Regions from separate parts of the Mus musculus genome. Here regions 2, 3 and 4 are each linked to region 1. Evidence: chromatin contacts called from public ChIA-PET, Hi-C and HiChIP or PLAC-seq data. All regions are on one chromosome and are shown on one strand. Each heading gives the region's core, a stretch centred on a gene start, on an enhancer-like site or on the middle of the called end of the contact. The rest is flanking DNA. Distances are from core to core; before and after follow the strand shown. Region 1 has its middle 92 kb from the start of Gm33892. Region 2 overlaps Sgk1 (serum/glucocorticoid regulated kinase 1). Region 3 overlaps Platr6 (a long non-coding RNA gene). Region 4 holds the start of Myb (myeloblastosis oncogene).

What was found. A called contact is a pair of places that touch in the nucleus more often than the background predicts. ChIA-PET counts read pairs in DNA pulled down with a chosen protein or histone mark. HiChIP or PLAC-seq counts read pairs in DNA pulled down with a chosen protein or histone mark.
Region 2: a BATF HiChIP or PLAC-seq map of CD8 T cells shows a contact between it and region 1, with 6 read pairs. The contact joins two enhancer-like sites. A contact is called at or near these places in 1 of 15 datasets of contacts at CTCF or cohesin (the NIH/3T3 cell line), 3 of 484 Hi-C or Micro-C datasets (CD8 T cells, bone marrow-derived macrophages and nephron progenitors), 10 of 115 datasets of contacts at active chromatin or transcription factors (CD8 T cells, double positive thymocytes, embryonic basal ganglia and 3 more) and 3 of 9 other capture datasets (adipose tissue, liver and pancreatic islet).
Region 3: a Hi-C map of the G1E-ER4 cell line shows a contact between it and region 1, with 2.3 times the contacts expected there. The contact joins two enhancer-like sites. A contact is called at or near these places in 6 of 484 Hi-C or Micro-C datasets (the G1E-ER4 cell line, bone marrow-derived macrophages, embryonic fibroblasts and 2 more), 6 of 115 datasets of contacts at active chromatin or transcription factors (CD8 T cells, embryonic fibroblasts, embryonic stem cells and 1 more) and 1 of 9 other capture datasets (embryonic stem cells).
Region 4: a contact with region 1 is called in an RNA polymerase II ChIA-PET map of memory CD8 T cells, with 24 read pairs. The contact joins the promoter of Myb here to the enhancer-like site in region 1. A contact is called at or near these places in 1 of 39 promoter capture datasets (pre-B cells) and 2 of 115 datasets of contacts at active chromatin or transcription factors (large pre-B cells and memory CD8 T cells).

The regions. Positions count from the first base shown.
Region 1 is chr10:21,477,543-21,482,379 of GRCm38.p6, forward strand. No RefSeq gene overlaps it. Among named protein-coding and RNA genes, the nearest start is that of Gm33892, 92 kb to the right of the region's middle. Within about 2 kb of position 2,054, at least 46 of the 459 cell types and tissues checked have an H3K27ac peak or open chromatin away from gene starts, as enhancers often do. A contact at or near this core is called in CD8 T cells, the G1E-ER4 cell line and memory CD8 T cells, where this site is marked.
Region 2 is chr10:21,973,619-21,978,455 of GRCm38.p6, forward strand. The region is part of intron 3 of Sgk1 (serum/glucocorticoid regulated kinase 1); the gene reads left to right. Among named protein-coding and RNA genes, the nearest start is that of Gm34267, 83 kb to the right of the region's middle. Within about 2 kb of position 1,918, at least 27 of the 459 cell types and tissues checked have an H3K27ac peak or open chromatin away from gene starts, as enhancers often do. A contact at or near this core is called in CD8 T cells, where this site is marked.
Region 3 is chr10:21,837,629-21,842,465 of GRCm38.p6, forward strand. The region is part of intron 3 of Platr6 (a long non-coding RNA gene); the gene reads right to left. Among named protein-coding and RNA genes, the nearest start is that of Platr6, 18 kb to the right of the region's middle. Within about 2 kb of position 1,848, at least 53 of the 459 cell types and tissues checked have an H3K27ac peak or open chromatin away from gene starts, as enhancers often do. A contact at or near this core is called in the G1E-ER4 cell line, where this site is marked.
Region 4 is chr10:21,158,630-21,163,466 of GRCm38.p6, forward strand. It overlaps Myb (myeloblastosis oncogene), which reads right to left and starts at 2,355. Exons shown (of 16, transcript NM_001198914.1): 1 at 2,067-2,355. The coding sequence starts at 2,089.

The DNA of each region.
Region 1 (4,837 bases), core at 804-3,303:
TGTGAGCGAATGCATCTCATGGTTTTTACATGTTTCTTTAACAGTTCATTGCTGGCTGGTGACGGGTTTCCTTTGCCTGGGATTCAGGCACCCATATTCTCTGTACTGGGGAGGAAGCAGGGAAAGAATAATAAGAGAGCAACCAGGTTTTTAAAATGCTTGTTGGAATTTGCACATGCCACTTGCATTCACAGTATGTTGCAAAGGGTTACTCAGATGGACTCTGCTCAGTACAAGGGAGGCAGCTAGCAGTGACAATTCCACACAGGAACTGTGGTGTACAGACGATCACCCCTGCCAAACACACACCATACATTTACTGGTGACATACCTCTCACCAGGAGGAAAACACCATGGAGAAATGCCCACACTGGTCCCCTCTGATCTTTTAGACACAGATCAGTTCCTGGTTCCTGGGAGCTCCACAGGAAATATTTGTGCATATTTTTCTTTTTAAAAGAATCCTTAGTTTAGAGGAGGAGGGTTTTGCTGTGGGAGTTGAGGCTGAAAAGATGAAGGCCATGCTGTAGATACTTCTAACCATCTTGAACCAACCCAGATCACAAATTGGACTGGAACCAAGGAATCTGGCTTCATCTTTCCCCATAAAACCATCTGGGTAATAATACATAACAGAATTTCTCCATGGCTGTCCTGTGGCTTTGTAGATAAGCAATGATGAATCAGTCACAGTGAAAAAGAGTGTAATTATGTTTGATTTAACTGTCCTCATATACAAATGGCCTGCGTTCCTCCACGGGGAGGCTTGCTTTGTTTGGTAGATGGCATGTTCAATCTGTGGCATAATTCCAAATTGTTTCTGTAGATTGTTCTGTTATCGACTGTTCTGTTGAATTGTTCTTGCACAAGGAAGCATACTGTGTACAAGTGCAGTGTTCTGGACTGAAGTCTTGTCATGGTTGTGACGTCAGACTTGAAGCCAAGTTCCAAGGTTTATACAACCTCCCCTCTGTGCCTCCACTTGAGACCAAATCGTCAATTCTGTAGATTCCTGTAGTGAAGAGTTCCTGTTGACTGCCTTTAAAACACAGCATGAAACAACAAAATGAAAGAAAATATATATGGATCTTTGGTGGATTAAGTTATCAAATATTCCAAAACATTCGGAAATGTTACAAAATTGGTTGAGCATTAGTCACGTTGACACAATCTGTTTACACTCTTAGATGATTTTAATGGTCACACATCTGATCCTTGCTTCATAAAAGTCAAGGATGTAAACCCAAAACAGATTATATAATGTGAATAATTAAAATATGCACGAAATGGTGGCTTTACAAACGTTTTTTATTACAATTTGGAAAGTAAGAGTATTATTTGAGGGTAAATAATCCCAAAGTACTTGCCAACCAGACTTGTGGACATGAGGCTAAGGCTGTGACCTATATGTGTCTAAGGGAGGACATGACACATGTCTCAGGAACCCTTCATGCTCTGAAATATTTTTAATTCAACAAGCATGGTGTTCATAAAACTGTATGTTGAGGTGAAGTTCTTTTGGGAACGTCTTCATCATCTGACATCAGCTATGTAACCAAGATATGGCTGCTTCTTCATGGTTGAGTAGACAGCAGGAGGAAAGGAGGAAGGCCACAATCCTGGAAGCCCAGGGATACCAGGGCATCACACTAGGAGTGTGCATGCATTTCTAGTATATAGAGAGTAAATATTAGGAAGAAAAAGATTAATGGTAATATATATCATTTCCTGCTTGATTTCTATTTCCCCTTCCCCTTCCTATCCCCCTCCGTCCCTCACTCCCTCCTACACTCTCTCCTTTCCTTTCTTTCTTCTGGTATGTTTTCCTCAGAGCTTAAACCACAAGTCTGACCTGAGCACTAGCTGTCTGAGTCCATTGACTATAGAGATGCTTGTAATTTCTCAGTGTGCTCCCCAGTTGTTTTTAAAAATTTGGTAGTGATGAAATTTTTTTATGTTTTCATCCTTTGCTTCAGATGGTAACGAGGATTCTAACCACCCAAGTACTTCCTGTGTTAGCTTCTAAGCGTGGTGTGATAAACCACACACTGCACAGCTTAAACAACAGAAATGTAGTTACTATCTCATTGTGTGGAGAGACTTGTGAGGAAGGTCTGTACCACAGCTGCTGCCTGGCTTCTGATAATTTGTGGTTATCCTTGTAACTCCTGACTCAGAGGAGTGTCTTCCACTCCGGACTTGTTTTCATGTGGAGGTCTGTGTCAAAGTTTCTTTCTCCTTTAAATACATCCACCATGCTTGGTTATGGGCGCACGCTACTCCCACAGGATCTCATCTTTTAATGTGCAAAGGCTGATTCCCATGACCACATTCTGAGATACATGGGGGATAAGGATTAGTATACTGATTTTCTTTCTTTAAAGTTATTTAATATTCATACACACATATAATACGTTTGGATCAAATCTGTCCTCCTTCTCTCCTCCCCCAATTTCTCCCATTACCCCTGCAACATTTCATTCATGATTTCATGCCCCTCTCCCCATGGAGTCTATTTAGTACTCCCCGTCTCTCAGCATCCATCAATGGCTTAGAATTTCTGAGAAAGAGTGGGGCTTGACAAGCCTTCCCCTTATCCATGCCGGATTGTTCTTGTACAAGTCTTGTGGTCTTGTGCTTGTAGCCACTATGAGTTCTTGTACAGCACATGGATTTTCAAGGATTCGACTCAGCTAATAATGCTGTCCAACTAGTGCTTTCCAAGTGAGGTGAGGAGAGAAGGAGGACCAGCAGGGATGTTTGCATTCTCTTATTTTTATTAGTTCTCTGAGAATCGAGAGTTGGTACAACGTGAATTTTAATCTTTCTCATCACCCAGCTTTTCTTAGATCCACCCCAATTCTCTTCCCACCTAACTTCATATTCTTAAAACAAAACAAAACAAAACAAAACAAAACAAAACACAAAAACAAAAACAACCTTCAGGACCAATTTGAGCTGCCCAAATATTCCTGGCATTGCATGGGGGACATTTTCAATCATCAGGAGGATTCACTCTCGGAGAAAACTGTCTCTTCCTCTCCCAGCTGCTAACTACTGCCATTTGCTCCACAGCTAGGGCTGGGATTGTGTGCTTCACTTCCCTCTCCATGCTGAAACTTGGTCTGGCTTGCACTTGCACAGGTCTTGTGCATGCGGTCACAATATCTGTGACTTCATATGTGCAACTACCTGCTGTATATTTTCTGGTAGCCATCCTCCACTTTTGTCTATTACACTCTTCACCTCCTCTTCCACAATGGCCTAGAGTCTTGAGAGAGGATACAGTATGTACCCCCTTTGTGCTCTGTGTACAAACCTGTTTTATTTTGCTTAAGACGATGTCTTAAATTGGGTTTTATTGCTGTGAAGAGACACCATGACCAAGGCAACTCTTATAAAGGAAGACATTTAATTGGGGCTGGCTTATGGGTTTAGAGTTTCAGTCCATTATCATCATGGTGGGAAGCATGACTGAGTCTAGGCAGGCATGATACTGGAGGAGCTGAGAGTTCTACAACTTGCTCTGATGGCAGCCAAGAGGAAGGTTTCTTCCACATTAGGCAGAGCCTGAGCATAAGACCGCAAAGCCCATCTACAGAGACACTCTTCCTCCAACAAGGCCACAGCTCCTACTAGTGCCACTTTCCATGGGCCAAGAATATTCAAATCACCACGGAGGATGACTGAGGATTCTTTGAATGTCCTTCCCCCATTGAAATGGTTTGTGCCCATATCCAAGGGAGATATAATGTCTATGCTGCATCCTGCCCAGCAGTGTATATTAGGATGGAATGAAGCAAAGCATCCTACTGAATTTGGAAATTCAAATGGTCACGTTGCTTTTTTGTTCCGTAACTGGATGAGATTTGAAACTGCCTTGAGAGGTTGTACATAAAGAGATCTCTGACGTTCACAGAGGCTCTGACTCAGTGAGCTTGGAATAAGGCCCAGGGAATATTTTTTAAGTGTTCTCCAGAGAATTTTGATGATATGCCAAATGTAGAATTACTGATCTTGGACAATTTCTCCTTCTTGAGTAAGCATAGTCAATAATGTATGTTTAACTACATTACTCTTGTTAAAGAGAAAACATTGATCATTGGTTCCAATAATGACACTCTTCAGTTATTTTTAGGACAGATATTTCATGATTATTTTAAGGGTTCCAGAATGAGGTTGAATAGACCTCCTGGAGTTGAGACTTTTTTCTATATAAAGTATGCTGTTTAGATTTACAGCTAGTAAATACTAATTGTAGGAACTAACTTCCCTGGTTTCAATTTCATTACAAGCGAAATGAGGAAAACAATGCTTGCTTTGTAGGATTGTCGGAAGACTAAGTTGGATAGCTTATGCAAAACCACTGTGATAAAAAGAAAAATTTCATTAAAGATAATTTCTGTTTTTTTCCCTCAAGGTGCCGAGAATAAGTGAGTGTTGAATGTTTAGCTCTAAATAAGCCGTTAGCCTCAGTGACTGCTTTAGAAGAGGAGGCAGAAGGAATGTGAATGCTGTGAGATAGGGAGGCCATGAGTTGCCAGCTTTTGGAAGGGCACAACCATTGAAACCATAAAAAAGCAGCTCACAATAGCTGCTTTTACAATAGCCCTGCACAAGACTGGTCCAGTCAACTGTCAGTCATGGATGGGGAGGGGCTCATGGGGTCTTATCTCTCTCTACTGAAACGCTGGTTCCTGATAGACCCTGGGAAGCAGCGTGCATATCTTCTAGTGAGCTGACCATGTTGCAGTAGATGACTCCAAATCCTTGGTCACACAGACAGCTGTGGTTAAGCTAAGTGGATCATAAAACAAAATCAAACACGAGGCACGAA
Region 2 (4,837 bases), core at 668-3,167, 500 kb after region 1:
TGGGAAGACGGTAGAAGGGGAGGGAGGGAGAGGGAGAAAGAGGAGTAGAAATGAAGAATCGAATCAGCCCGCTTTCAAGTCCACCCTCTTCTCTGGGGCTGGAGTCCTTCACACCTTCTCAGCATTCACTCAGACGAGCGAACAGGCTACACAAGTTCAAACTCCTTTCTGCTGTCACGGTAGACTGAAACTTGTGCGCACCATTTGCTTTTTTTGTACACATTGGTTTTAAGTTGCCGGCCCTGTGGTCTGGAATAGACTATAAATTAGGATTTCGACACAGAGTGAGTCTCCCTCCAAGTTCACAGTGTGCTTTCCCCAGTGCTACTATTGGCAACTATGATAGCGTTCTCTGTGCTGAGAAGCCAGTGACGATAGGCAATGATCAAACCATAGAGCAGCCTTGAGGACCACACTTTTATCCGGGCACTTGCTTGCCAGGTAAGAGAATGGCTCCCTGAAACTCTTCCTGCATTTCTTCAAGTCTGCTTATCACAAGCTGCTTTAACCCTTACATCTGTCAAAATGTCTAGATTTAGTTTCGAGTGCTCATTTGTTTGCTGTTTGAGACAGGGTGTTGTTGTGTCATCCAGGCTATGTTCAAACGCCCGGCCATTGTCCTGTGTAGGCTTCCCAATCTCTGGGATTATAGACATAAACTTCTGGGCACAGCTAGATTATTTTGAAGGGAAAATTTAAGAGCCACAGTCAAAACTGAGGGTATTTTTTTCCTGAGGAGAAAAGTTAATGTTCTATTTTGTTTCAGAATTCTATGTGTGTGGTTTGCATGTGTTTCTATGTTTGTGTGTCTCTGTGTGGTTACGTGTGTGCTTCCATGTGTGATAGTATGTGTGTATGTATGTGTCTGTGTTGGCTGTAGAATAAATGTGACATGAAAATGGAAGAGGGGCCCCCTGGGTGGGAGGGAACGCGTTGGGAAGGGGAGCCAGGGTGATGGGGGGGGGGTGTAGAGGAGAGACGTAATCCACAGTAGTGATGTGTAAGAAAAACCAGAAAAAAATACACTTGGTAATTAAATCAAACAATAAAGTTCCTCAAAAAGAGTGCATCGAGTTACTTTGTATAGATGGAAAAAAATTAATGTATTATTAAATGGAAATCTCAGTTCCAGATGTGGGCTGCCTTGCTATAAGTTATTAGCCAGGAAAGACCTTGCAGAGCCCAAAGTAACACAGGCAACTGTCCAAGCTGCTATTTGCTGACCAGAACTAGACGGTAATACCCCATTGATAAGACACCACATGCCTTGATCATAGGACAGGGAAAGTCAAGCTGGAACTGGACTGGAATTTTCCTCCTTGCTGGTCAGCCCTCAGAATTCCAGAAGGTGCTATGCAGGCTGCCAGGGGAGGATTCTCAGTAAGTCTTACTCAGCTGTGGACGCGTTGTTCAAGGTGAGCCTGCTGGTGCAATGTGTTAGTCAGGTTTGTTATGGGGGTAACCAGCTGTTCTTTGATTGGATTTGGTCCTGGGTCCATAAGAAGAAACTGACTTCTGGTATTATAAACCTAGTTGAAAGCCTGTGGCTTGTGAGGTTATTTGGCCTAGTGAGAGAGTTTTTATATTTTCTAAGTGGACATGATATGCCTCCCAAATTGCCTTCTCTATAACTGTGTTTGTGGCCATAGAGTGCTACTACTATTGGCATTGGTCAGAGAGGTTCTGTTCTGCAGTGATCAGCGGTGACTGGTCAAGGTACACATATAAATGAATGTTGAATGCCCAGCTGTAATGGGGTGTCTCTAACATGCCCTTCACAGTACAGGGAACACTGTTGAAGAGGGGGTGGAAAGAATGGAAAAATCTAGAGAAGAATGTGGGGTGGACTGCAGAGTGCAGACAGCAGCTCCCAAGCACTCTGTAGCTATGACACTCTGGGGCTCACAGGTGTGGCTTCCTGTGTGAGCCCCACACACCGGGAGCTGTCAACACCCTATCACACACAGGAGGCGGAGCATACCTCAGCCACAAAATCAGTTCTCTTATCAACTCTGATTCAGACTACTTTGCTTTGTAGAAGTTGAAATTTGACCACCGATGACCTCAATATGACAATAGCCGCTGATAGTCTTGATTGATTAACTTAATGCATAACGGGGAGTTTTTTAACGCTGACAAGTGAAAGGCTCCTTGCAAACTCAGTGTTCCCTTTGCCAAGTACAACAAAGCATCATGAAAAGAGAGGGGAGGAAAGATGGACGTCTTAAGTTAGAATCACCAAGTTTTTAGCTATCTCCCACTTCCCTTTAAGATAATCCCCAGGGTATTCAGTTCCTAAGAGTTCTTTGCATATGGCACAGGCACAACTAAACGTATGTTGGACAAATTAATTTGGTTAGCCTTCACCAAAACTTGAAGTGGAGGAGTGTGCTTCATTTTGAAGATTTTGTGAAGAAAATCCATCAGAAGGACAGAGGTGTGTTCCACTTTTCATATGCTGCTCCTATACCATCTATTTCTATGACTCAAACGTTTCAAAACAGACATCCATCACTTCCACCTGCGTGCGAGTGTGTGTGTGTGTGTGTGTGTGTGTGTGTGTGTGTGTGTGTGTGTGTGTGTGCCTGTAAGACAAGGTCCTACTGTCATCCAAGGTCTCAAACTGATCCAAAGTCATGACGATCTCCAGCCTCAGTCTTCCAAGTACTGGCATTACAGGCATGGGCTGGCACGTTCAGATAACATGGTACATTTGGAAACTGCTAGCCACAGGCACTCTCCTTTTCCTGAAGCATGTCTCTTTCAGTGGGCCATGCCCAGAGTAGCAGGAAGCAGCCAAGTTGAGTTCTGCATTACTTGCTGTGGTTCAAGTGGTGAACTTGAGAATAAGACCTCCTGCCTCTGCCACAGATTCCGGACTTCCGCCTCAGCAGCTTCCTGCCACTATCTACCCCCTGGGTGATTTCATTTCTTCCACTAGCAAGAACGGAACTGTAATAATAGACTGTGAGCAATGCATGTATTCAAGGAGGTAATGCAACAGAGTTAATGGTGCAACATGTTCTTAGTGGGCAGTGTGTATGTGTGGAGGAAGAATTGTGCTTTTATAGGACAGTTCCCACATTTCCCTTTGCTGTGAGCAAAAGAGCCCTATACTTTGCTTTATTGATGCTTTCACTATGTTGTTCCTTACTGGACCTTTAGTGGGGTTTTTCTCTTGAAATTTAAAGTTTCATCATTTATTGAGCCTTATTATCTAGGGCTCCAAACACAAGAGTGACAAGGATCCTGGAGACACAGACAGGCACACTGTGACACATGCTGTGGGACCCAAGTCCTGCAGCCGGAGATCACACTAGGTGTTGCCTGTTCATTTAGATAAAATAGCTCACTTTGTTTTTTTGTTTTGGCTTTTAATGTTTAAGCTGTTAAACAAGGAATTGACAGGGGAAGGTTGTAAACTCAGATTCTAGGTTTTCCTTTGGACTGAAGCAACCTCTCCCACATTATTCCTTGCATGTGGAACCCCATATTCTTCCGTGTACTCTTGGCTACCAGAACCAGAAAGACAGGAACACATTTTTCTTGACTTTTTAGCATCCTTAATAGGGAGTGTTGGGTTCTGGGCTAGGTGTGGTGGTAAGGCCATGTTTTCCTAGCGCTAAGAAGTCAGAGGCAGCATGACTGGCATTCAGAGCCATTTTAACCTATACAGTGGGCTTAAGGCCAGCCTGTGCTATGTGAGACCCCATCTCAAAAACAAACAAACAAACAAACAAACAAACAAACAAACGCTGGGAAAACCAGTGGAATTCTAAAGCCAGGATTTGGAATGCAGGAAAGAACTTTGCTCTATCTCAGCAAGGCATGCGCAGTTCTAGACAGAGGACAGGGTACTTGCTCCAGGGTCCGGTGAGTGTCCTTTCAGACGCCTCTGCTGGAAGGTGCTGAGAGTCAAGCTTATGCAGCATTTGAGTTGTTTGACATTAAATCCCAGCCTCATGACTACCCCACTGCCAGATGCATGTGTGACTACAGAACCAATTTAGCTACTCACAGAGGAGCCCCCTCACGTTCCCTCAGATTGAGTAAACCAAGGGGTCAGCCTTCGGTGGCTTTACAAATGGAGCAAGATCTGTTCTGCCTTTGTGGGGCTCAGGAATGTATCTTCCCTTTTCCTCTTCCTAAACTTACTTGTTATTTCTGCTGTTTGACTGGGGGATGAACTGACAGTATTCTACAATGGCTGTGTTGTCTGGTTCCCAAAATTCACTGAAAATGTTTTTATACAGTACAGGTATTATTCTACTTACAACGAAGGGTCATCCCAATAAAACACACAGCATATTGTCAGGAAGCACTTAGCGCACACAACCTACCATACATTATTATTTGGTTTGCCTGCTCTACCAATATTTATGTTAGCCTACAGTAACTATCACGAGGAACAATCTGTCTATACATTGCTGGCCAGGAAAACATCACGTTTTTTTTTTTTTATAAAATGTAATTTCTATTGAAGACATATCAATCTATCACAATCATGTCAAAATACTCCAATCATGACGTGTGTTCACAGATGACTCAGTGGGTAAAAGGTGCCTGCCACCAACCAGAGTCCCAGCCTCAGGACCCAGATGGTGAAAGGAGAAAACCAAGTTCCTCAGGTTGTCCTCAGAGTTCCACATTCACACTGTGACACGCACATGCACACACACACATACACACACACACACACACACACACACACACACACACACACACACACACAGGAAATCTAACAAAACAAGTAATATGTAAACAAAACCACTGAAATGCTTTTTTAAAAACTTGTAAGTTGAACAATTATAAGTCAGTGACGATCTTCTTGCGCCTG
Region 3 (4,837 bases), core at 598-3,097, 360 kb after region 1:
GGCATGCTCTGTTCAGCATGCTAATGAGCAAGTTTACTTTAGTTTGCCTAAAAGGATGAGTAAAAACTAGACTAGTTTCTAATAAAGTGTCTCAAAGCATTTTAGCTGAAGCCAAAGAAAAGCCAGCTTTGAAGATGTCTAAGCAATTTTTTAAAGGGGTGGCCTTTTTCTTTTGCTTTTTATTTTTGCCTTTCTAGCATTATTCTCTCCTAAAAGTGCTTCCCTTGCTTAGGAGCCAACAAACCAGAAATGCCTACAAAACTCCCACCCCCAGCCTTACAACCTCCTGTTTGTGAAACTCAACTTCCCCCAGACCCCTAGTAAAGCACTCTGTCTCAATTCTCAGCTTATCTGAGAAGTTATCACAACATGCAATTTTCTTAGAGTTTTTGATCTCTTTGAACAACATATGGATTATAAGCACATTATTTAGACAGTTTGTACTTTGTGCTTAAAAACCCATTACTACATATAAACCAGACTAACTTAATGAGGTTGATTAAAAACACACAAGACACACAAACAGACACACACATAATCATGGTTGACTTCAAATGTTGGTTTTATATAATACAAACCAGTGCAGTTTTGGATAGCATTAAAAAACATGTAGATTGATAATCAAGACATTTCAACAGGTCTCTGAGAAGCATCTCTAGACTGAAAGTTCCTGACCAGATTATAGAATAGGCCAGAGTGTGGCCGAGCCTCCAGTGGTAAAGATGTTCTCATAGGAAGCTGTTGTTTGTGAGGTAGCCAAGAGATAAATGAATGCTAAGAGCATCTCAGAGATAAAGAAGGCCATTCTCCTACACCTGAAGAGGCAGCCCAGACTCAGTGCAAGTCCTAAGGGTCACTCTCAGGACAGGTAGAGGACTGTCCTTTATTACATCCTTCAAGAGATGGTTCCAGAAAGGAAGATCTGTGACGATGGAGTTAGAGACAGAGATGCAGATGTAACAAAGAAGAAAGAAGGGAGATCAATGAAGCCAGGCAGAGAGAAAGGAGAGGGGTGGAGAGAGAAAAACAGGTATTGAGCTCTTCCTACTCAAACTGTTCCAAGTCAGGAACCTGAGAGAAGGAAGAGAAGGTCAAAGAAGCTGCCCACCGTCCTGCTGAGCTGAAATCCTAAGAAGGTAGACAAGTGGACCCCACAGTTTCTTCTAGAGCTGAACTAGCCTCTGCTTTGGAACGGAGAAAAAGACAGCCCGGAGTAGTAGTGCATATTTTCTCTGTATTCTACTGTACCCGGCTACTGAATCTGTAATTATACCTAGGGCACAAATAAATGGGGAGAATTTAAAAATAGTGACAGGTTAGATTATTAAATCTGCAGATTGGTAGGATCTGGCAGCTATTAATTTAACAAAACAAAAGAAAAGGAAACAAAAAGTCTCCTTACCACTTCCTGATAATTTAGCACGAAGGAGCAGATGTCAAAACAGGAGGGGGATGCTTAGGTCACCCCAATCCTCACCAAGACAATTAATTGACACTGGCTCTGACTTCTCTTGTGCTGAGTGTTTTAGACAAGAATTGAAAGCCAACAGACCTTGCTCATTTGGCCTAAGCCAGCTCTTCATGCCACTGATTCAAGGCAGTTGCTTTTGCTTTGGTTTGATGTAGCAGGTCTTTGTAGATATCAAACATAACCAAGTCGGGAGACTTTTCCTGTGGGCCTGGAGTCCACTCTGCACTCTGAAACGACCAATGCCAACTACACCACGCTAGCCTACTCCTCACGGACCCCCACCTTCTCCTCTGAGTCATCACACAGTTCCCAGCCTGCCGTTTGTTATCAGTTGAGTCATTTGGGATGGATGTTGACAATTCGCAATGCCTTAAGCGGAGATAAGTGATGAGCAGCGACCAAGTGCAGACTCCAAAGGAGCAGAACAAAGAAACCTTTGTGTGGTGTGCACATTTTCTCTAGTAAACTGCGTACTTGTGATTAACACTGCTCTGTAGTCAAACTTTGAGGAGACGTCAAGATTATAACGTTTGCACCACACGCTGAAAATTTGTTTTCTTTTTTATTACTGTATATTGGTTAAATGAAACAATGAATGTTCAGTATGGTATTTTCTTCATCTCTATTTTTCTTAATTGTTTGAGAATTTCACACAGTGTATTTTAACCATGTTCTCATCCAGCTCCTCCCCTTAGCCCCACCCACATCCACCCCTATATCCTTACCCTATACACTCAACTTCATGTGTCCTTTAAAAAACTTTTCAGTAACCCATCAACTCCAGTTTGTGTGCTCTTTGTGTTCTTCTGGATATGGGACTGCTTACTAGAGCATGGTGAAGCCCCAAGAGTCACAGCCTTCACTAGCTGCACTAATGAAGCTTCAGGACACTGGCCTGGTGAGCTACCGTGTCAAGACATTTTCACACATGCACACTACATCCTATGGCTGTATTCATCCAATCATTACTATCCTTCCCCCTTCTTCCCTCCCTCACATCACCTTCCTTTCCCTTTTCCTTTTCCTTTTCCTTTTCCTTTTCCTTTTCCTTTTCCTTTCCCTTTCCCTTTCCCTTTCCCTTTCCCTTTCCCTTTCCCTTTCCCCTTTTCTTTTTCTTTCCTTTCCCTAATAGTACTCCTTTCTGCATCTGTACTATTTTTATGTCTATACATACAACCTGAACTTGCTCTGAATTCCTCACCCTCCTGCCTCAGCCTCCTGAGTACCCGGACTACAGGCATTCTCTACCAAGCTCAGCCATGTCTTGAATGTCTGGCTGCCATACCTGAGGAACATTGTCTGTACTCCACAGGCCCCAGGTTTGAAGATCTTTGTTAGGGCAGCTAGTGTATTCGAGTACACGGATGTGGCAGTAGCTTGGAGAAGAATGTCTTGTGGTCAAGGCTTGACACAAAAGTGAGGAAAAGGTTTACTAGGAAAAAAATCAAATCAAGCTCAGTGTGGTGGTGCAAGGCTTTAACCCCAGCACTCGGGATATCTGGACAAGTGAATCTCTGAATTCAAGACCAGCCTGGTCTATAAAGTGAGTTCTAGGACAATCAGTTCTACACAGAGAAACCTTGTCAAAACAAAACAAAACAAACAAAAAACAAGAAAAGAAAAGAAAAAAGAAAGAAAAGAAAGGAAAGAAAAAGAGCAAATTGTATAAACTTCCTTCCAACTGATATTTTAGCATTCTGAAATATTAAAATATAAGTTTTGTTTTTATTTATTGTATATGTGTTTCTGTGTGTATGTGTGTGTTACATGCTCGTGTATGTGTGCAGGTAGCTCACTTGTGTGTGTACACCAAGCATCAACAACCAATAGCTTCCTTTATTTCTTTCTATTTAACTTTTTTGAAACAGAGTCTCTCCCTAAACCTGGAGCTGTTTTGGCTAGGCTGTTTGGCTAATGAGTTCCTCTGGGACTGATCTCTGGAAGTTTGAGGCCAGCCTGGGTCTCAAAACCAAAACCAAATAAACGACAACAACAGAACCTGAGTGAAATATAAATACATAACTATTAACCAGAAAAAAATGTAGATAATGGGGATAAAGAGATGGCTCAGTGGTTTAGAACACTTGTCACTCATGGGAAGGACCAGAGTTCGAGTCCCAGCACCTACATGATGGCTCACAACCATCCCTAACTCTAGTTCCGGGGTTCAGACTTTCTCTTCTCAACCTCCATGGACACAAGACACACATAAGGTACATATACGTGTATCATGCATATGAAACATTCATTCATATAAAGTAAGGCGGAAGTCTAAAAACATCTTTTTTTAATTTCAAATGAAGATAGAATATACTCCCCAGCTCTACTAAACACTAAGCTCAGAGAATAAGAGCAAGACTGCAGCCACAGAGGCCAGGCCCTCAGGACTCTGGGTCTAATGATTCCTAACTCTCTCCCACTCTTTCAGGACACTTCATCCCTCTGGTTGCCGGTCAGTCTGTCTCCTCATAATTTTTGGGCAACCTAGCCCAGATAAAGGAACTACTTCCAGTCATCTTGCTTATGAAATTGAAAGTGGCTCTAACTCTAGGGGATGGGTATCCTAAAGATAACCAGAGTGACATACGGGGGTGGGGAGAAGACTTGTTGGGGCCTCTGATTCCCCAGAGCTAAGGACAGATCACACGCACACGCACACAAACACACACACACATCTGATCCCCAAAGCTAAGGACGGATCACACCCACTGAGACCTGCCCTGGAGCATTTCTTTCATTATCAAAGGATGCAGAAACGGGGTCAGAATTCACCGACTAAGCTTTTATTGACTTCTCTACACCAGCGGAGGTAATTTCCATAGTTATTTGCTGTTTATTTCCAGTGGTTATAAAACCATGTTCCATTTTTTTTTGTGTGTATTTATGATCACATTTTATCTTTAAAAATAAAAATAAGCTCAACATTTTGTTCTTAACTAGCGTGTGATTATTCTCAATAGATCAATAAAAATTGACTTAGCCATATAGCTAGCCATGGAAGCTAATATAAAAAAAAATAAAAAAATAAAGGTGTTTGGAAGGTTGGCTCATTGGTTAACAGCACTTATTGCTCTTGTAGAGGGCCTGAGTTCAGTTCTCAGCAACCACATGGCAGCTCACAACTGTCTGTAACTCCAGTTCCAGGGGATCTGATGCCCTCTTCTGATCTCCACAGGCACCAAGCATTCATGTGGTATATATACAAACATACAGGCAAAACACTCAGACACATAAAGTAAAATAGTCTAAAAGAAAAATTTCAAGGATAAGGAATGGTCTCTGCCACAGAAAGTGTCTTCATACTAACTGAGCAGGTAAAAACCAAGGTTTTTGTCCTCTTGTCTAAACCTACATTAAGCCCCACCT
Region 4 (4,837 bases), core at 1,105-3,604, 320 kb before region 1:
AAAATGACCTGGTCGCCTCGGTAGCATGATTAATTTCGACAAAGGACCCGAAATAACTTTTCCTTTATCTGCTCCGACAAGATCTCAGACCCAACAGTCAAAGGACTTTCAAAGGCTGATTTCAAGCTAGATGCTCTCGACTGCTCCACCTGCGAGAGCCGGTGTGGTTACAAGAGTACAACTATGAATGTTACATTCTATCAAGGAAACAAACCGTGCAAAGAAACGAAAAAGAACACTGGGGGGTTGGGAAGAGGGAGGGGGACCGGAGGAAGTGCCTGTGGCCGCTACGTGATTCTAGAAAAGGGGTTCAGAGTCATTTCGCTGACCTGGTTAATAATCCCTGCCGAGTTGACGCTAGCCCTGCAAGAAACGGCTCCGAGCCCGCAGCCGGGTTTCTCTTCCCCCTGAGTCAAGTTCAAGGCTCCCGCCCCTCCCTGCCGCCTCCGCTCCGGGCTACCTGCGAGCCCCAGGGAACCTGCGCGGCCACGCCCCGACTGAACCTTGGGGCGGCCAGCTTGGGCCGCACCTCCTGGGAGCACCCCTTCCTAACTCCCTCCTCCTGCTGCAGGTTTCAGCTTTCTGCAGAACAGGTGACCTGGGTGCGGGCGGTTTAGGTCCCAAAAGCGAAAGGCGAAACCTCTTAAAGGGTGGCACTTAGGCTGGCGCGGCAGGCCCGGGGCCAGGCACTGGGAGCCAAGATTCAAGGTCTCCCCAATTCACCCCCTTCTTGTTCCGATGCCCAGCGGTTGCCGCTCCCCGCCTGGCCCATCCCGAGGGTGCGCGGCAGGGCCCACGCCCACGCTCCTGCAACTTCCCAGAGCCCGCGCCCTGCATGGCCAGGTCCTGATGGCTCCCCCCCCCCCCCAAAAAAAAAGAAAGAAAGAAAGAAAGAAAGAAAGAAAGAAAGAAAGAAAGAAAGGAAAGAAAGAGAGAGAACAGATTGTTTAGCGAAAATCAAACCACGAGTGGAAAGGCGGGCGCGGATAGACTGTGTCTCCGCGGACTCCCCCCCCCCCCCCCGAATCTTCCTTAGGGTCGGTCGGTCGGTGGCTTTGCCAGAGGCGGGCCACCAAAAGCAGCTGGAGCAGAGTGCTGGGAGCAGCGGCGACCTCAGCTGCTTCCACGTGTGCGCGGCCCAGGAGAAGAGCGGCGACATCGCCCGGGGTGCACTGCAGCTGCCTTGGGTGCCGCCTGCCTCCAGCACTTTGCGCCGAGTGGCGACCGCCACCGAGCTAAGCCCCGCATCTGTTGCTCTCTGGGAGCCCCGGCGTGTCCTCGGGAAACCCCGAGTCGGGCCGGACTTGAGCGCCAGCAACTGACAGTTCCGAGAGGATCCCTCTTCCCGAAGGTGGGGCCAAAATGGAAAGAGAGTGCACGCATCATCTCGGCCGGTGCGGTGACATGTGCGACGCGGGCGCGTGCAGTGTTTGCAAAAGCTTCTTCCATAACAAGTACAAGAATCTTCAAACGGCTGGGTTTAAAACAATCTGCAAACCCATTTTGTCCCCCTAAAATCTTTGCAGCTGCCTGCCTGTCAGCTGACACCTCTCTCGCCTCCATAATGAATGAATGAAATTTAAATGAACTACCTGCAGCTACTAAACAACCCGGCCTTTCCCTATATCTGCCATATGCTCTTCAAGTGCAAACACACCTCAATGCATGCAGCAATTAGGCTGCGACTCCCTCGCCGACACTCGGGGCATCAAGCCAAACACCTGGTGGGCTCCTCGGGTCTGATGGAACCGTTCAGTCCTCGGCTGAAGAGTGCCGAGCCCCCCCCCCACCCCACCCCCCAAAGAGAAACGAATCCCCGAGCAACTTGCAAAAAGAAAAAGAAAAAAGAAAGAAAAAGGGAAATAAAATAAAAAAGAGCCTCAGGGCATGCTTCCCACTATACCCGTGCGCTTCTCGCAGAGTTTTCCATTCATCCTTCTCCCGAGTGTCTTCTGCCACTGGCTGACAGCCCCGCAAACCAACAGGGAAGGCATTCCCACCTGCTCCGGGATGCCTGGATCCCCGCGCGCCCTAGCCCGAGGCCGCCCTCTCAGCCTCCCCATTACCTGTGTCGGGGTCTCCGGGCCATGGCGAGGCGGGCCGGGGCTCCGCCAAGAGCCCCGGGGACCGCACCGGTTGCCGCCTCCCGCTGCCCTCCGCCTTGCCTGCGTCCTCCCCCGGCTGCGCAGCGGCGCTCCGCACCGCCGGGGCGAAGTTTCTCCGGAGAAAGGGGAGGAGAAGGAGGTCACCGAGGAGGAGGAGGAGAAGGAGGAGAAGGAGGAGGAGGAAACAGGTTGATATTAAAGTGTAACTCTGTAAACAGATGCCATCAAACAAAGAGGTTTGGACACTCCCCCTCCCGCCAAATCTGGCGCCCCTGCAGTGCGCACGCGCCCTGCCCGCCGCCTCCGCGGTCGCCCGAGCTGCAGCCCGCCTGGCCGCCGCTCCCATTCGCCTCTCGCGCCGCGGAGCTGCTCCTGGCGCGCAGCGCGGCCGGGACGGCGGGCGGGCGGGGAGCCCGGGCTGGGGAGGGGCGGCCGGGGCCGCGGTGGCGCCTTTTCCTGCGCAAACCCCGCTCCGTGGCCGGGTGGCGCCGGCTCACACCGGGTCCCGCTGTTACCGCTTTCGGGGCTACGCGGTCGCTCCTCTCCGTAGGCTCCGGGGCTCCCGAGCCCGAATCAGCAGCGCTTCCATTCAAGGGCACCTCGATGGGGTTGGGTGACACACTTCTGCCTTCAGGGTTTCAACTGCGCCCCGACTTCAACACACCCGGGAGCAGAGAGTGTGAGGGATGATCGGTTGAATAGAGTGAGCGTACTTCCCCAACCCCCAACGATTTTTGACTAGGTCCAGTTTTTCATGTTTTAATTTTAAAGGGACATCTTTAATTCACTGGTAAGCGACAAAGGATACTTAAATACAGTCAGCCCTGTGGCTACAGCCTTTGACAGATCGAGCCCCGGGCTCATTTTTCAATCTCCTCCCAGATCCTGCAGCCCACACACCACCGGCTTTTTGTCATAAGCCCTTCCTCCCTCACTTAGACACACGCCGGGCCCACCCACCCTAGGAGGTGCCTACCACGCACTTCTGCCTCTGCAGAGTGCGCTCGGGTCCTGGGTCCTGCGTCAAACACTTGCTGGACAAACCTACTGGATCCCAAACAAACAACCCCTAGCAGTTCTCAGGAACTTGTGCACTCCTGATTCATTTTTTTTTTAAACCAAACCCATACCACTGGTTCTCAACCTGTGGGTCCCGACCCACTTGGGATTGCTCGACTGTTATCTTGTACGTTTGATATATATCTGATCTCTACATTATGATTCATAAGTAGCAAGATTACAGTTATAAAATACTGATGAAAATAATTTTATGTTTGGGGCCACCACATGAGAAACTTGTATTAAAGGGTCGCAGCTGAGACCCTTTAAAGGAAGGCTGAGAACCATTGAGCTAAACAGTAAGGACCCTGTTGGGTGTAATTTGAAGAGTTTACCAGCCACAAGTCAGCGAAGGTATCCCTGTAACTTTAACTACAGGTTCCCAAAGGAGCGATGTGCAAAGTGCTGAATTTATAAGGATTGGTGATTGGGGGATTTCAGGGGACTTTCAGTGTTACTTCTGTTTATAAATCAGTACCCTTGGGGATTTTTCTTTTCATTCTCAATACACACCAATTTATTTTGCCTTTAATCTTTTAGGAGTTCAAGACTTGTGCTGACTGGGTGTGTGAGTGTCCCAAGTGCTTTAGGGGTTCAAACATAGCTCAGAAAGCTTTTTTTTTCTTACTAAAAAAGCATGTTCTTACTGAAATGAGTCATAATTTTATTAAATTGTTGAAGCAAGCTGAGTTTCAAGACTTTATCTGGTGTTTGAAACGATGCTTCTTAAAATTAGCTATATCGTTTAATCTTTATGAAGACATTTCAGAGCATGCTCCTAAGGGTTTACAACAGTTTCTTTAAAATAAGAAGAAAGCAGAAAGTTACTGTGACACACTGCTGCATGGTTACAAGTCTCTTGCAACTTAATACACATTTGAAGCCAATACTTATGTGTAGAGTCTGTAATGAACTTTCTGTGCACTAACAATAAGTACTTACCAAGTCTATGACAAACATCTAGGAAGGACTCACCTCTCAAGGGACAGCAGTCTGTCTGGGTGTTACTCTGTGCATCTAAATGGAAGGGTTTCCATTCCTGAGCCTCTTGAATCCTTGCTAAGATGATTGATCTCACAGCCTCCTTCACAGAGTTCTGAAGAGGTACAGTTATGTTTTATGATTCTTAAAAAAGAAAAGGAAGAACTTTTAAGTAGAAAAACACTTATCATTTCTTTAGTGGTTTTGTACATTGGTATGTACATGGCTTGGGAATTCATAATATTCTTATTTCTCCAAGTTATTTTGCTATACAGTCTTATATTCCCCCCTCGTATGTGTCAAAGTAATAAGTGTGGAGGACAGACATAATCTAATTTAAAAAAAAAAGTACAGCCCAGTCATTTTACTATCATTTGTGGTCTATTGCTAGCTTAAGCTACGGAAGAAAATAATTGTGTCACTATCAAAATTTCTGTCTGGGTGAAAACATATTTCTAAAGATATTTCAGAATGCATATTGTAGCTGTGTTCATACATTTCTCCTTCCACTCATAAGTTTGGCAAATGCATCTTAGATGACAACTCTATGTTTTATGTCACTCTCAGATTTTTGTTTGTTTGTTTTTCAAGACAGAGTTTCTCTGTGTAGCCCTGGCTGTCCTGGAACTCGCTCTGTAGACCAGGCTGGCCTGGAACTCAGAAATCCGCCTGCCTCTGCCTCCCGAGTGCTG